Linked DNA regions of Mus musculus: regions 2, 3 and 4 are each linked to region 1. Evidence: chromatin contacts called from public Micro-C, capture Hi-C and promoter capture Hi-C data. All regions are on one chromosome and are shown on one strand. Each heading gives the region's core, a stretch centred on a gene start, on an enhancer-like site or on the middle of the called end of the contact. The rest is flanking DNA. Distances are from core to core; before and after follow the strand shown. Region 1 holds the start of Tppp3 (tubulin polymerization-promoting protein family member 3). Region 2 holds the start of Nrn1l (neuritin 1-like). Region 3 holds the start of Ces4a (carboxylesterase 4A). Region 4 holds the start of Cenpt (centromere protein T).

Region 1 (3,631 bases), core at 300-2,799:
GGATCCTATTGGATTAGTTCGTGGGAGGGAAAGGTTTTAAAGCCCTAGCTGCAGCCCTTATCTCAATCTAAGTCCCCCTCTGTGCGCAGAGACTGGGACTCCTAGCCGCCGCTCCAGCTCTTCATCTGATTCCACCAGTGCCAGCCCAGTGCATGCTGGTGGCTCTGCAGGCGCCTACTACTCGGCATCAGCTGAGTCCATGGAAGAGATTCCAGTGGCCCAGACGCGCCTGGGCAGTGCCGCACTGGGTGCCCCAGGAGCCAGGGGTCGAGAGTCTGGGCTGGCTCTACAGGCACGTTCGCCTGCTGTTTTTGTGAGCCCGAGCAGTGGCGAGCCCGGAACACCTGGAGGCGGCGACGGCCTGCCTTAGCCCACTAAGGCTAAGGACTAGAGGCAGGAGGGCCTTGACTCTATGCAACACCCCACATTCGCGTAACGAGTGCACTTTAGGGACCTCAAGGTCGACAGGATCGGCCTTCCTTACCCAAGACTCAGCAATATCCGCTCCACCAGCCCTGATGCCCCAATAAACTTTTTTTTTTTTTTAATGCTTTTGCGGACTTAATGCTTATTTTCATAGTGGAAAAATCCATGGATCTCACAGAAGCAGGACCACCATTGCTAGCTTGGGGCAGAGAAAGAGGGGCGGGTTAGGAAAGGTCTCTGGACAGGGTTTTTCTTTTAAGTGTTGGGAATCAAAAACATGGGGTCTTGTTCAAGAACTACCACTCTCCTCTGTCCCTTCTCCCATTTCCCAGGGTAGCCTCGAAAATTTGAATCTACTGCTTCAGTCTCCCGAATCCCCAGATTGCAGGCTTGTGCTACCACACCCACCCAGCAAGGTTTATTAATTAATTAATTAATCAATTAATATTTAGTATTTTTATTTAGTTTTTTATTTAGTATTTGCAGTTGGAAACTGAAGAGGAAGCAGGCTAGGGAGGCGCATTGGAACAAGAAGCTGTGAGGCGGGGAGACGAGAATGGGAGGAGGCAGCCATTCTCCGAAATTTAGGAATTGCTGCCACAAAAGTACCCAGCATTTGGGGGGGTGGGGTGGGTAAGAATGCGTGATCCACTGATTGTCTCAGTCTTCTAGTGCTTCAGAATGTGGCCTGCTGAGAACCTAGGAATGAGTGAATGCCACAGGGTTAGCGGCAGCTGTGGTCTTGGAGCCAGCTGTAGATCCTTGTCAATGAGGGGCGGGATCCCCTTCTTCAGTTCAGCTCCTAGACAATCTCAGGTGGATTCTTTCAGCAGTCCCTTGAGGGTTGGGGACAATGGAATTTGGGGGGGGGCTGTTTTCCCATTGGCCATGGGAGTTCCTATCTTAGGACATCCAGGACTGCAGAGGGCAGCTCTGACCGCTTGAGGACCGCGGTTGAAGGGGAGGAGCAGGATAAGGCTGTCGCTGCAATTCTGCGGGCCCAGCGCCCACAGAGCACATAGGGCGGGGTCTGGTGGGAGGAGCTAGCGTGACCTTGGTCACTCTCCCGCCGAGACAGCCTAGGGGGTGGGACTCACTGTCTCTATGGTGACCGAGAAACAGGGGATAATACTACGGAGCCGCCCGGGCTGCAGTCCCGCCCGGGAGCCGGCAGGGAGCGGAGCTGTGGAGCCTCCTGGTCTCCAGCATCAGTTCCTGGGTCCTGTCCGAAGGCACGCTCAGGAGCAGCCAAGCGGTAGAAGCCGGTAGGAGACTGAACATCGACCACCCTAATTCGTATCCCCCAAAAGGAGGGGTGGGTGGGAGCAGCCTGAACCAACCTCAGATGGTACTGAGCTGAGCCTATCAGCTGAACACCCCGGCCCTGGCCCCAAGGGTTCCACACACACTCCTGCCCCCACCTTCTTGCCAGGCTGATTGATGACTGCAGCTGTCCCAGCAGGAGCTGACGAGCGGATTCAGTTCAGAGGCATGAACACTGTGCCCAGGGTCTGAGGACCCCAGAGCAGCTGCTGTGATTCTGTTCCACATCAACAGCCCCCAAATTCATCTTCCCATAGACAGGAGTGAGCAGTAGCCTCAGGATCCTCCCATTTCCTTGAGAAGAGCATCATGTAGCACCCCAAACTCCCCTGGACACATTTACCTGTGGTGTTCAAGTACAGGGCTTTGGGTCCCCGGGCGGGTTGACATCTTTGGGAGAGGCAAAGGGTGTGGCGGACCCCATTTACAGACCCACAGAGGTCCCTGCAGAGTGCAATCTCTGGGTTTCTGAGTCTTAAAAATTGCAACTTATGGATGAGTAGGTGTGGTCACCAGAAAAGGCCTTTCAGTGTGGACCAACTAGTAATGGAAGAAGAGGAAGTTGTTCGGGGGCCAGGTTGTGGTCATTGGACACTTTTTTTTTTTTCCCCTAAGAGGCAAGGTAAAGATGGTGGCTGAGAACAGGAGGCTGCAGTGGGTGTGGTGATGGTGGTATGTCTTAACATGATGCCTGGCGATGCCAGTGCTGGTTAGACTCTGAGGGGCTTTAGGTCAGGTCTGTGTCAATAGCTTTAGCATATGAGTAAAGAGAGAGTGCTGAGGGTGTGGTCAGGGAACTCTGCGCGTGTGTGGTGGTGGGTGTTCAATGCTTTGCATGGAAGTATGGAAGTGTTACTGCATAGACTGGGAGATTTCAAGGCAGGGCTGTGTCAGAAGCTGTAGCTATATGGATGAACGGGAATGCTCCAAGGGTATGGCCAGGGGGCCTTTGTAAGGGTGCAGAGTCCAGCTAGTGACTGTGGTTGGGGTCTTCAGGATGTGAGTTAAAAGGATGCAAAATGGATGCAGTGTACACAGGGTTTGATTTGGAGAGGGACTTTCAGGGTGGGGCTGAGGGTGTGGTCAGAGATCTGCAATGGAGCTCTGAGGAGGGTGTGGTCAGGGGTCTGTAGTAGGACATGCACTTGACTGCAGGGCTGTGGGCATGCTGGGGAGGAGTTTCATTGCAGGGGTCTTAATGTCTGTGTGGGGATGGAAAAGGAAAAAGGGTCAAATTCAAGGCTTTGGGTGTGGGTGGAGGAAGCCTCGGTGCAAGGCTGTGGGTATGGTTAGTGGGTACGAGGCAGAGGGTGTGGAGGGCCAGGGCTCAGTGCATCTGAGCTATGGGAACGTGGACAGGCGTGGTCACGCTCAGTGAAAAGAAGACCTTAGTGGAGGGCTGAAGTGTAGACAACGGGATTGTGCCTCAGTGAAGGATTGAGGCACCAAGATCATGGCCCCATGGAAGAATTTAGGGGCTACTGTCCAAGTCTCTACCCAGGTTTCTTCGTTTCCCACTCTTAAGCTCCACAGACTGGAAGCTACAGCTTCAATCAGTGGCAAGGGGCCAGGAAGCCACGGTTGTGCCCTAGGCTTAGGGAGTGCTGGTATGCCCCACCCTTGGGCCCCTGATCCCCAGCCCAGCCCAGCCCAGCCCAGCAGCACTGGGAGCTTCTCCCTCAAGCCGCCCTGACACCATCCTACCCTTAGCAACTGTCTCCAAGCAGCACCACCCTCCCTTAGCAACTGTCTCCAGGCTCCACAAACTGTGGCCAGGCCAGACCCAAGTTCCTGCTCCCCTCCTGTTTTTGTTTAACAGCAAATAGTAACAAGGCCAGGGCTGGGCCAGCTGCGCCCCTGCCTAGGGCAGGCACTGCTGCCC
Region 2 (3,285 bases), core at 85-2,584, 420 kb before region 1:
GAGGCCCCAGGAGGCAGGCAAGCGCTAGAGCGGCGGCGAGCAACACAGGGGCTGGAGCTGGAGCCAGTGCAGGAGCTGTGGCCCGTAGTGTCTCCTGGTTGGTCTCTGGGCCAGCAATCCGCTCCCGAACACTCACAGGAGCGCCACAGAGGATGTGCAAATTATCTGGGTGTGGGGCGCGGCGAGCTTCTTGCTGCAGTGACTCCCACACTGCAGCCGCCTCCTCTGGGCAGCCTGACAGGACCCGAGAGGCACAGGCGTGGAAGTCATTCCAGGATCTGTTACAGAATGGGGTTAGGGGGGTTAGAGCACAACGATTTGGACTGGGAAGAGACTCGGGGCCCTGGGGTGGTGGTGCAGTAGCATAGATTGGGTTGGTGCTTCCCACCGACCTACCCATCGCCTCCCACCTGCCGGTACCTGCAGACAGTCTGTAGCTCGCCTCCTCGACCCATGCCATCCCCCAGGCGGATGAGACATTCAGCAAAGCCTTGGTATATGGTATCACAGCGGTTTGGGCCCTCAGAGGCCACTGCTGGGTGGGTAGAGATTAGGAGTGGGTTGGGGATGGAGAATGGTTAATAGAGTGAGCTAGAGTCCATTTGTCAGGAGCTTGTTTACCGGATGCTGCTCTGGGGACGTGACTCAGCGTGAAAGAGGTGCCCCCCGGGGAACTTCAGGGTAGCTGGAGATCACTTGGCTTAACTCTCAAGATAGGCTTTGGACTGTGATGCACATGGAGGTGTGATGTGGGAACAGAAAGCGGGTGTTGGGTCCCAGAGCTTAGCTCCTTCTCTAGTTCCTGGGACTCTAGGTCAGAGACAGATTCAGGGGTAGAGGGTCTGGAAGCAGGAGGTCGTGGGCAGAAGGCAGTCTTCCTGTAGTCTTCATGAGCTCCACCTGGCACTTTGATTGCCTCCCTAAAGACAAGTGTGTCGGCTGAAACTGACTGGGCTGGGTGGGGATCAAAGCCAGTCACTCTAAGATCAGAGATCCATGGCTTGAGCTCTACTGGGGGCCAGACTCCCTTTGTCAGAAGAGGGCTACAGGATTTAAAAGTTCTCCCCCGACAGCTGAGGTGTTTGCACTGTACTTTCCATCCTGAAGCCACTATCGCATGCTCCCAGAGCCCTCACTGCTCATCTCCAACTCCTTTGCTCCCATACCCTACACCCAGTCTGGCTAGGACCTCTGAGAGGGTTTGCAGCCTGGGCCCAGGACGCTCACACTCACCGAGTGGTAGTAGCAGCAACAGCGTCAGGGCACAGGGTAGCCGCTGACAGCGGCGGCGCCAGTGGCAGTGGCAGCAGTTGCACATCATCCCTGGCTGTAAGCCTAGTGCAGGAGCGAGAGGCTTGGAGAGCTGCCTGTGGACCCAGCCCACAGAGGAAGGGATTCTGATTGGATGGGGCCTGGAGGCGGAGCATCATCCCAGCTGTCAGCCCCGCCTCCAGCATCCAGCTAGGCAGAGAAGAGGAGGACCCCAGAGGGCAAAACTGCCCAGAGAGGAGGCAAGATGATGCTGAGCTGGCTCTAGGCCGTGTTGCCTGAATTGGACAGGGAGGTGTGAGTAGGAAGTTTATCAGATGAGAATGAGTGCCAGGGGACCCCAGAGTAGATTGGTTTGGACAGACTTCCCCAAAGGGAGGAAAGAATAGTCACATCAAAGACAAACTAAAATCACACACATACTTTCTTTTATTCCAAAAGCCTTTAATTGCATTTCTCAATGTTTTTCAAAAACAAAAAGATCCAAATTATAGGTAAAAAGGAACATGGAAAATTCAACTCAAGTGGTGTCACGATCTTGGGGTCACGCTTCAGGCATGGTAGGACCCAAGAAGGCACACTACGTGCCCTGGGCCCGCCTGACCCTGCTGGTTACCACAATCAGTAGAGCACTGCCCGTGAGCCCTGCTGCATACCTCCCTCCACACACCAGAGAGGAAGGCCTGAGCAGGGAAACAGCAGACATGGCCCTGCCTTGACCTAAACCTGCCAACTGGCCTTCAGCATCACCTCATCCCTCTTTAAATGGCTAAGGGAGGCTAGGGGTCACAAGGCCGTGTAACATTAGGCTGAGGCGGCGGGCAGCTTTGCTAAGTGAGTTGTGTGGATCAGCCTGCAGGAACTGGAAGAGCTTCTGGCGCACCTGAGCCATGACAGAGCCCATGTGGTCTCGAGTGATGGGATCGCTGTGGTCCAGGTGCATCACAGCTTCTTCCAAGTAGCTGGGGATAGGGGAGAAAGGCAGGGTATAGGTGGATGCAGCAGAAAGGAGTGCCCCCTGGTGGCACTGAAGCCCAGAGGAACAATGATAAAGAATCTTTCTAAGCCTCATATGGGAATGGGTGGAGAATATAGGTAGAAAAGCTAGGGGGTGGGAGTCAGGCAAGAGTGGGTGTCTGCTATGAACTGTTCTCTATCCCTACCTCTAACTCATCGTCTGGTCCCTGACTGCCCCACTCACCTGAGCTTGAGGTCACTTCTAGTTCCAAGGTCAGATGCTAGCTGCTGGATTAGGGAAAGGAGAACAGGCTGGGATAGTGGACAGGGCGGCTGCCCAAAAACCTGGGCTGGGTCGACAGTTTCACACACATACAGCACCAGATTGAGATCAGCAGCAGTCAGTGCCTGGGAGGAGAATGAGACAGCATGCTAATTCATCCCCAGTACCAGGATGGGAGGCTTTCTTTCTTTCTTTCTTTCTTTTTTTAAAGATCTATTTATTATATATAAGCACACTGTAGCTGTCCTCAGACACACCAGAAGAGGGTGTCAGATCTCATTACGGGTGGTTGTAAGCCACCATGTGGTTGCTGGGATTTGAACTCAGGACCTTCAGAAGAGCAGTCAGTGCTCTTACCCGCTGAGCCATCTCACCAGCCCGATGGGAGGCTTTCTTATCTGAGAAGTGTGGCCCACGGCCAGAAGACCAAAGTTGGGTTCTAAGAGCTCCAGAAGTGATGTTCAGAAACTCTGATAGGGCTGTAAGGCTACTTTAGAAGATCAGATTATGAAGTTTTCCTCAGAAAAGGTGGGTTAAGGTAGAAGGAAAGTGGTCTAGCATGAGTCTGACAGACAGCCCAAAGACTACTGGGGAAGTGGGCATATAGTCTATGCACCTTGTCAGGACACATCTTTGTCAAGTGCTACTCAATCACTAAGACCTAACACTATCATACCTGCTGGAAGGCCTGATTGAGGTGGCCCTGCTGCAGTAACTGCAAGATATGGGCTTGTTGGGCCTGGCAGTCAAGGTGGGCAGAGGGGACAGGTGTGCCA
Region 3 (3,501 bases), core at 556-3,055, 340 kb after region 1:
CATTAAGAGCATCCACGGCTCCTCCAGAGGTCCTGAGTTCAATTCCCAGGACCCACATGGCAGCTCACAACTGTCTGGAACTCCAGTTCCAGGAGATCTGACATCCTTTAGATACACATACAGGCAAAATACCAACACACATTAAAATAAAAAAAACAAACCACCACCAACAGCAGCAACAACAACAAAACTGTAGGGCCAGCTACAGTTTGTCCAGGATGGTTCAGAGGACAGAGGACAAGGGTGTGTGGTGCTAAGCCTGATGATTTGAGTTTGACTTCTGGAATCCACTCAGTAGAGGGCAAAAACGGACTTTTGTGATTTGTCTTCCAACCTCCACAAATGTGCTGTGGCATGCACAAGTAAGAACACACACACACACACACACACACACACACACACACACACACACACACACACACATGCACAAGCACACACGTACACAAGTGTACACGAACTCATGCACATACACACTCAAGAAGTATAATTTTCTTTTTTGTTTTTGTTTTTTCGAGACAGGGTTTTTCTGTATAGCCCTGGCTGTTCTGGAACTCACTCTGTAGACCAGGCTGGCCTCAAACCCAGAAATCTGCCTGCCTCTGCCTCCCAAGTGCTAGGATTACAGGCATGTGCCACCACTGCCCGGCAAGAAGTATAATTTTAAAAACATCTTAAAACTAAAATTGTGCACATGCTAATACCACAGTTATGTGTAAATATACAAGAAGGTAATATCACAAAATGCTAGAAAGCAGTTTTTATCAAAGCTTCTCTAAAACAACATCATCATCATCAAGAAGAAGAAGAAGAAGAAGGAGAAGGAGAAGGAGAAGGAGAAGGAGAAGGAGAAGGAGAAGGAGAAGGAGAAGGAGAAGGAGAAGGAGAAGGAGAAGAAGAAGAAGAAGAAGAAGAAGAAGAAGAAGAAGAAGAAGAAGAAGAAGAAGAACTAAAACAGAAGAAAAAAAACTGATGTAATTTTTTAGGCAAAATAAATTTGCAATAGAGGTCAGAACAGTGAGTGGTCACTTTGGAGGTGTTGACTGGAAAATGGCACATAGAATCCTGGCAATATTCTAAATATTCTAGATTTTTGTCAGAATGGTGGTCACATCATCTATATTTTCAGATATGTGCATCTTGTTGTATGTGTAGTGAATACCTCAATAAACAGTTGTTAATGTGTTATGCTCTTTTCACAGTTCAGAGAATAACACTCATTTTAGAAAGAAGGATGCTGGGGAGAAAGGCACAGATAGAGGCCATATATGGCACAGGAAGGCGGAAGTGGACGTCTGCTTAGGAGAAAAAAGGCAGGAAGGAGTGGGGAAAGGCCAGAAGGAGGGACAGGGGCAAGTCATGTTCTCAGGTCCCTCGCTGATCCCAGGAGGTAGGAGACACAGTCCTCACTTTGCAGAGCAGTCTTGGGGCTCACAGAGGACAAATGACTTGCTCAGACTTCTAACACACAAGACCTTTGAAATATTGCCCTCCATCTGCCTAGATCTTGTCTAAGTCCCACTGTGTAGAAGTGGCTGAGCCAGGACTGGGATCCCCAGTAGAGGTGACTATCTTACCTAAGGCTGTCTGGACTACCAGGCACAGGGTGAGGCTCAAGCCCAGAATCCACTTCATGTTCCAGCCAGCTTCTGCCATGGGCTGCAGTGATGCCTACACTTCTGGGGTCAGAAGGGAGCTCTGAGCGCAGCGTGGAAGCACCAGAAAGTTCTGCCTTTATCTTCTTGATTCCCATCATCAGAGGCTGGGGCTGGAGGAGTTATGACCAGCTTCTCGCCAGCTGTGGAGCCTTGTCCCTCCTCCTTGGGGTGATAGGTCACACTGTATGGTTTTGGCTCTTCAACCAAACTGGCTTGCCTGCAATCCCTGCCCAGTTTGCTCATTTGGCAACAGCTTGAAGGTACGAGTCAAGCTTCACCCATTGAGTAGGAGCCAAGACTGGAGCCCTCAGACATGCTCCCCATGGACTGAAGAGCGCTGGGTTCTCTGATTGCCTTTGCTTTGTGCAGATTCTTGTAGGTGCTCCTCTGCACAGGTTTCTCAGACAGGATCATCATAGAGGGTAAGACTGTGTCAGGAACAGGAAGTCAGTGTGGTGAATACTTACATTCCCACTGGAGTCTAGATCTAAAGGCAACCATGAGAAGGTTCACTTAGTGAGACCAGGGTAGTGAGTGAGGAAAGGTTCCCCAGGGAATAAAGGTTGACCTTTGTGGAATTGGACAGAAAAGGGAGATGGAGCCTGGTGTTTATAGTAGCAAGTGTGGGGCTGGATGGGAAGAGATGGGTCCATGTTTATTAACACATCAGGCGGGAGTCCTAGAGTCTTGGCATATCTTTAGGAAATGGGTATCTAGGGGTTTCTGTGCTGGGAGGGTGAAAGGTAAGGGCATGTCTTTCTTACTGACTTATAGTCTCCAGCTCTGTAGATCTGACACGTGATGGATATACACCATTTTCTCCAAGGCCCATTCACTGAGTTCTCAGAAATGTCCTTTATTGAAATCCTTACCCATTCGTGTGGCTTTTCCTCTCTCCTCAGGAATACGATGTTCACTGCCCAATCGCCATTGATTGGGCTCCATAGTCCTCTAAGGAAGGCCTCAGACAGGCTCAAGGTGGGTTATTGCCTGCAAGGTCAACATGGGAACCATTTGGTATGTTGCATCTAACCAATCTCCTTACAGTCTGCTCATCATTCACAGTGTTAGGCTACAGCACCCCGTTTGCTGGCATCAGGCTCTGGGCTGGACAAGCCCCTCCATAATGGGCAATATTGTTCTGTCCTATACTCCTTTAAGAATGATTCCTATGGGAAGCCCGGAGAGATGATTCAGTAGGTAAAGTACTTGCCACACAAGCTTAGGGAATCTGAGTTTAAGTTCTTAGAATCCGTGTAAATCTGGGCGCGGTAGCACGCGTCTACACTCCCAGTGCTTCTTACAGTGAGATGGGAGGCAGAAACAGGAGAATCTGGGTAGTTTGGGAACTAGCTCAGAAAGTGTACGCAGCAGCAGATGCCAGCATGAAGAGCCCCTCTTAAACCAGGTTTAAAGTGAAGACTGACTGACACCTGAGCTTGCCCTCTGACCTCTAAATACGCACCATGGCACATGCTCACACACACTTATGTAAACATGCACATACATGTACACACAACACATACACACAGAGTGCTGGGGGAGGGGAAAGAAGAGGGATGCACAGCGAGGCACCATCTCCCAATTCCTCCCCAGTGCAATCTTCTCATGCCCTTTCCAGCCTTAGATGGCCAAGAATTATGCCCACACTCCCAGACGATTTTCTAGCAAATCCCATGTGCTGATGTGGGTCATCTGCCACGACTTGGATCTCACAGGCAGTGGAAGCATCTCCTCCCTACCGATCCCTCACGGTATCTCATCTGATAGCAAGTATGGTCATGACCCAGTGTCTCCTCAAATTGGACGGCATGAAGCAAGAACCTGAAATTTGCCTATGTCCTTT
Region 4 (3,746 bases), core at 251-2,750, 380 kb before region 1:
ATTTCTCCCCAGCACTGTCTTACCTATCCTCTGGACTTGGCATCTCTAGTGAAAAGCAAGAATCATATTGCATGTCTCTGCTTCTAATCTTGGGTCCTCTACATCTGTTTCCCTTGTGACTGCCAAAGAAAATCTGACAAGCCATGGGTCGCTCAAGGGGGCTGGAGAAATGGCTCAGGGTTTAAGAACACTGACTGCTCTCTGGAAGGTTCTGAGTTCAAATCCCAGCAACCACAGGCATGAATCACAAGTTCAAGGTCATCATCTGCTGCGTGGAAAGTCTGAGGCAAGTCTGAACTACATACAACCTGTCTCAAAACAAAACAACAGTCGGGCGGTGGGGCACACGCCTTTAATCCCAGCACTTGGGAAGCAGAGGTAGGCAGATTTCTGAGTTCGAGGCCAGCCTGGTCTACAGAGTGAGTTCCAGGACAGCCAGGGCAATACAGAGAAACCCTGTCTCAAAAAAAACAAAAAACAAAACAAAAACAAAAAAAAAACCCAAAACCTGTCTCAAAAAACCAAACCAAAAACAACAACAACAACGAAAAAAAAAAAGCAACAAAAAACCCAAACCAAAACAAAACCCAAACAAAACAACAACAAAACCCAAGACTTCTAAAGAAAATAAAAATTTAAACGGGGTGCAATAGAAAACACCTGTATTCTCGCTCACCTGCTCTTGCTTCTACTCCCCCCCCCATTGCCCTCCTCCCTCTCTCCAGGTGCCCATGGGCGACCTCTACTCCTCTATTCTCTCTGCCTCTATGTCTACTCCCTCATCTCCCCTTCCCATGCCCTGAATAAATCCTGTTCTATACTAACAAACAAAAAGAACGGAAGGAAGGAAGAAAACACCTGTAACGCAATCAAACAGAAGTGGAAGCAGGAGGCTTAGAAGTTCAAGGTCATCTTGGACTACCTAGGGATTTTGAGGTCAGCTTGGGCTACACACCACGCTGTTTCAAAAACAAAAAGTATATACGCACGTGCGCGCACATGAAATTATCAAAATCTACCATAGTGGCCTACATCTGCCATCGGAGTATTCCTATGGTAAAGGCAAGAGGGCTGTCCAGAGAGGTTGACCCTACATGTATGTCTGGTGTCTGAAGAGACCAGAGGAGGACATTTGATGCCCGGACACTGGTGTTTCTGGCAGTCATGACCTTTCCTTACGGGTTCAGGTTCTATACAAGAGCAGCAAGTAGGCCTTGCCGCTGAGCCATACTTCTAGTCCCCTAGTTCTTTAAGATTATTATAAGCCTTTAAAAAAAAAAACTTTTTTTTTTTTTTTAAATGAAGAAACCATGAAGTCTTAACTGGTTGCATGCTTTCCCCTCAGGGTTAACATGAGACCGCCTCCAAAATCAATTTACAATCACATCAGACCCGGTTCCCCAGCTGTTGGACTACAGTTCCCGTGGGGCCATGTGGCAGCATCGCGAGACTTGACTCAAAATAGGCGGTGGGAACGCGGTGCTCGCTGCTGCTTGAGCAGTTAGGAGGGGTGGGGTCCTGAACATGGCGGACCTCAGCTTTTCTGACGGCGATCCTACTGTACGCACGCTTTTGCGGCGCGTGCTGGAGACGGCGGATTCGCGCACTCCGATGAGACGCCGGAGCACTCGGATCAAGTACGTAAGAGTGTTGCGGTGAGCAACTGGAATGAATGGACAGTGGTGTCTGCGTCTGGAAAGGAAAACCGCGTCTCAGAGTACAGTCTGAGATGCTGAGATCAGACTCGGGGTTCCTAATCAAATTGAACTCAGCTGTGCGGTTTTGTACTCTCACCGTATGCCCCAGGGTGAGACCGCAGAGTCTCACTCACAACGGTGCTGGATCTCTAGGAGCAGAGGGCAAGGCTCTGTGTTTTCTAGCCTGTTTCACTCACCCCCCTCCCAGGCCAAGGTTGTCGTGACATCTACCCCTGCTTCTAGGTGACTTCACCTTTCACAACACACACAGTCCTACTCTCTGAGGCTCCCATGGCAGGTCGGGGGGCAGGAACTGGAAAGATGCTTTGCTTTCTTTCTTTTCTTTCTCTTTCTTTCTTTCTTTCTTTCTTTCTTTCTTTCTTCTTCTTGCTTTGCTTTTTTTCTTTTCTTTTTCTTTCTTCTTCTTCATGCTTTGCTTTCTTTTTTCTCTCTTCTTCTTCATGCTTTGCTTTCCTTTTTTCTTTCTTCTTCTTGATGCTTTGCTTTCTTTTTTCTTTCTTCTTTTCTTCTTCTTTCTTCTTTCTTCTTCTTTCTTCTTCTTCTTCTTCTTCTTCTTCTTCCTTCTTCTTCCTTCTTCTTCCTTCTTCTTCTTCTTCTTCTTCTTCTTCTTCTTCCTTCTTCCTTTTTCTTCTTCTTCTTCTTCTTCTTCCTTCTTCTTTCTTCTTTCTTCTGTTTTTGTTTTTTCGGTTTTCGAGACAGGGTTCCTCTGTGTAGTCCTGACTTTGGGGAGTGAAGCTTAAGGAGGGTTGTGAGCAGAAGGTACCGAAGTTGGCTTCCACCAGTCTGGAAGAATGCCCTTCTTTCCAAGTGGAGACTCGTTCATGATAAGGTGTTTTCTTTTATTCTCCAAAGTATTAGTGGTTGATCCTAGGATCTTATGCCTGCTAATTAAGCACCCTACCATTGTGCGTCATCTCCAGCCCTTTCCCTATTTCTTTGCCACAGGATCTCAAGAAGTTGCCTGGGCGTGGCTTGAAACTAGCCCAGACAGGCTTTGGACTCCCCATCCTCTTTCCCTAACCTCCCTGGTCGCTGGGATTAACATGTTGGTCCCACCGGGCCCTTGTTAATTCATGATGGGGCATTATGTATTTATTTACTGTCGGTGTTTGTGAGAGAGTGTGTGTAGGTCAAAGGACACTCTTAGAGTCAGTTCTGACCTTCCAGCACGTGGGTCCAGGTCATTGAACTCAGGATGCTAGGCTTGGAAGCAGTTGCCTTTAACCACTGAGCAATCTGGCCAGCCCCTCCGGCTATGTTTTAGGCCTGTGAGTAATGAGGTGGAAGCCTGCGGAACACAGAGTTCTGAGACACACTGTACTGGAGAAAAAGGGCTGGGGTGACCCATGGGGAGCTTAATGTCACACCTTGATGACAACTTGAAAGGTTAAAAGTAACTTAAATTTCCTACTTGGCTGATTTCTGAGTTCGAGGCCAGCCTGGTCTACAGTGTGAGTTCCAGGACAGCCAGGGCTACACAGAGAAACCCTGTCTCGAAAAACTAAAAAAAAAAAAAAAAAAAAAAAAAATGTCCTACTTGGATTGTTATTCTAATGCCTGGGACGGGACAGGATGCTCTTCCGGTTTGTAACCTCTGTGACCACCCTCCAGTCATGTTTTGTTATTCTGCTAGACTTACCCTCATCCCAGCTAGATCAGTCATAGTCCATCTGTCCCTCAGGGTTACCCCTCATCCCCCTCTTTGCTGGGGACCATGGAAGGTACAAGTGGTTTCTGGGACCCTGCCCCTAAAGGAAAGCTTTTAAACCACAGCCCCTAAACAAACGTCTGTACCTCCAGGTCCTTACCCCCAACTTCCTACAGAGATCTCAGGGCAGGTTGTCCTGTTTTTGTTTTTTTACACAGTGCACAAAGAAGACGGTCTCAAACGCCATACTCTAACAGGCAGGGTAGCCAAACAAAGACAAGTGCTAGGAAGCAATCCCATGGAGCTAGGGTAAGTGTCCACCTACTCCATGAGTGACTTCATAGAACCCTAAAGTCTATTTTTGTTTTGAAGCCTACCTT

Evidence for each region. Promoter capture Hi-C pulls out the DNA fragments that hold promoters and counts their contacts. Hi-C and Micro-C count contacts between places; a contact is called where the count stands out from the background. Capture Hi-C pulls out chosen DNA fragments and counts their contacts.
Region 2: a capture Hi-C map of embryonic stem cells shows a contact between it and region 1, with 2.4 times the contacts expected there. The contact joins the promoter of Nrn1l here to the promoter of Tppp3 in region 1. A contact is called at or near these places in 3 of 39 promoter capture datasets (cranial neural crest, frontonasal cranial neural crest and second pharyngeal arch cranial neural crest), 1 of 115 datasets of contacts at active chromatin or transcription factors (large pre-B cells) and 1 of 9 other capture datasets (embryonic stem cells).
Region 3: a contact with region 1 is called in a promoter capture Hi-C map of liver, with 2.3 times the contacts expected there. The contact joins the promoter of Ces4a here to the promoter of Tppp3 in region 1. A contact is called at or near these places in 1 of 39 promoter capture datasets (liver) and 1 of 484 Hi-C or Micro-C datasets (the HL-1 cell line).
Region 4: a Micro-C map of embryonic stem cells shows a contact between it and region 1, with 2.4 times the contacts expected there. The contact joins the promoter of Cenpt here to the promoter of Tppp3 in region 1. A contact is called at or near these places in 3 of 39 promoter capture datasets (cranial neural crest, neural stem cells and second pharyngeal arch cranial neural crest), 1 of 484 Hi-C or Micro-C datasets (embryonic stem cells) and 2 of 115 datasets of contacts at active chromatin or transcription factors (bone marrow-derived macrophages and large pre-B cells).

What each region holds. Positions count from the first base shown.
Region 1 is chr8:105,469,340-105,472,970 of GRCm38.p6, reverse strand. It overlaps Tppp3 (tubulin polymerization-promoting protein family member 3), which reads left to right and starts at 1,549. Exons shown (of 4, transcript NM_026481.3): 1 at 1,549-1,691. It overlaps Zdhhc1 (zinc finger, DHHC domain containing 1), which reads left to right. Exons shown (of 14, transcript NM_175160.5): 14 at 90-548. The coding sequence ends at 370.
Region 2 is chr8:105,891,616-105,894,900 of GRCm38.p6, reverse strand. Nrn1l (neuritin 1-like) reads right to left here and starts at 1,334. Exons shown (of 3, transcript NM_175024.4): 1 at 1,234-1,334; 2 at 421-535; 3 at 1-278. The coding sequence starts at 1,321. It overlaps Edc4 (enhancer of mRNA decapping 4), which reads right to left. Exons shown (of 29, transcript NM_001301100.1): 27 at 3,186-3,285; 28 at 2,471-2,634; 29 at 1,676-2,231. The coding sequence ends at 2,039.
Region 3 is chr8:105,130,104-105,133,604 of GRCm38.p6, reverse strand. It overlaps Ces4a (carboxylesterase 4A), which reads right to left and starts at 1,805. Exons shown (of 14, transcript NM_146213.2): 1 at 1,575-1,805. The coding sequence starts at 1,653.
Region 4 is chr8:105,849,762-105,853,507 of GRCm38.p6, reverse strand. Cenpt (centromere protein T) reads left to right here and starts at 1,500. Exons shown (of 13, transcript NM_177150.2): 1 at 1,500-1,637; 2 at 3,585-3,675. The coding sequence starts at 1,525.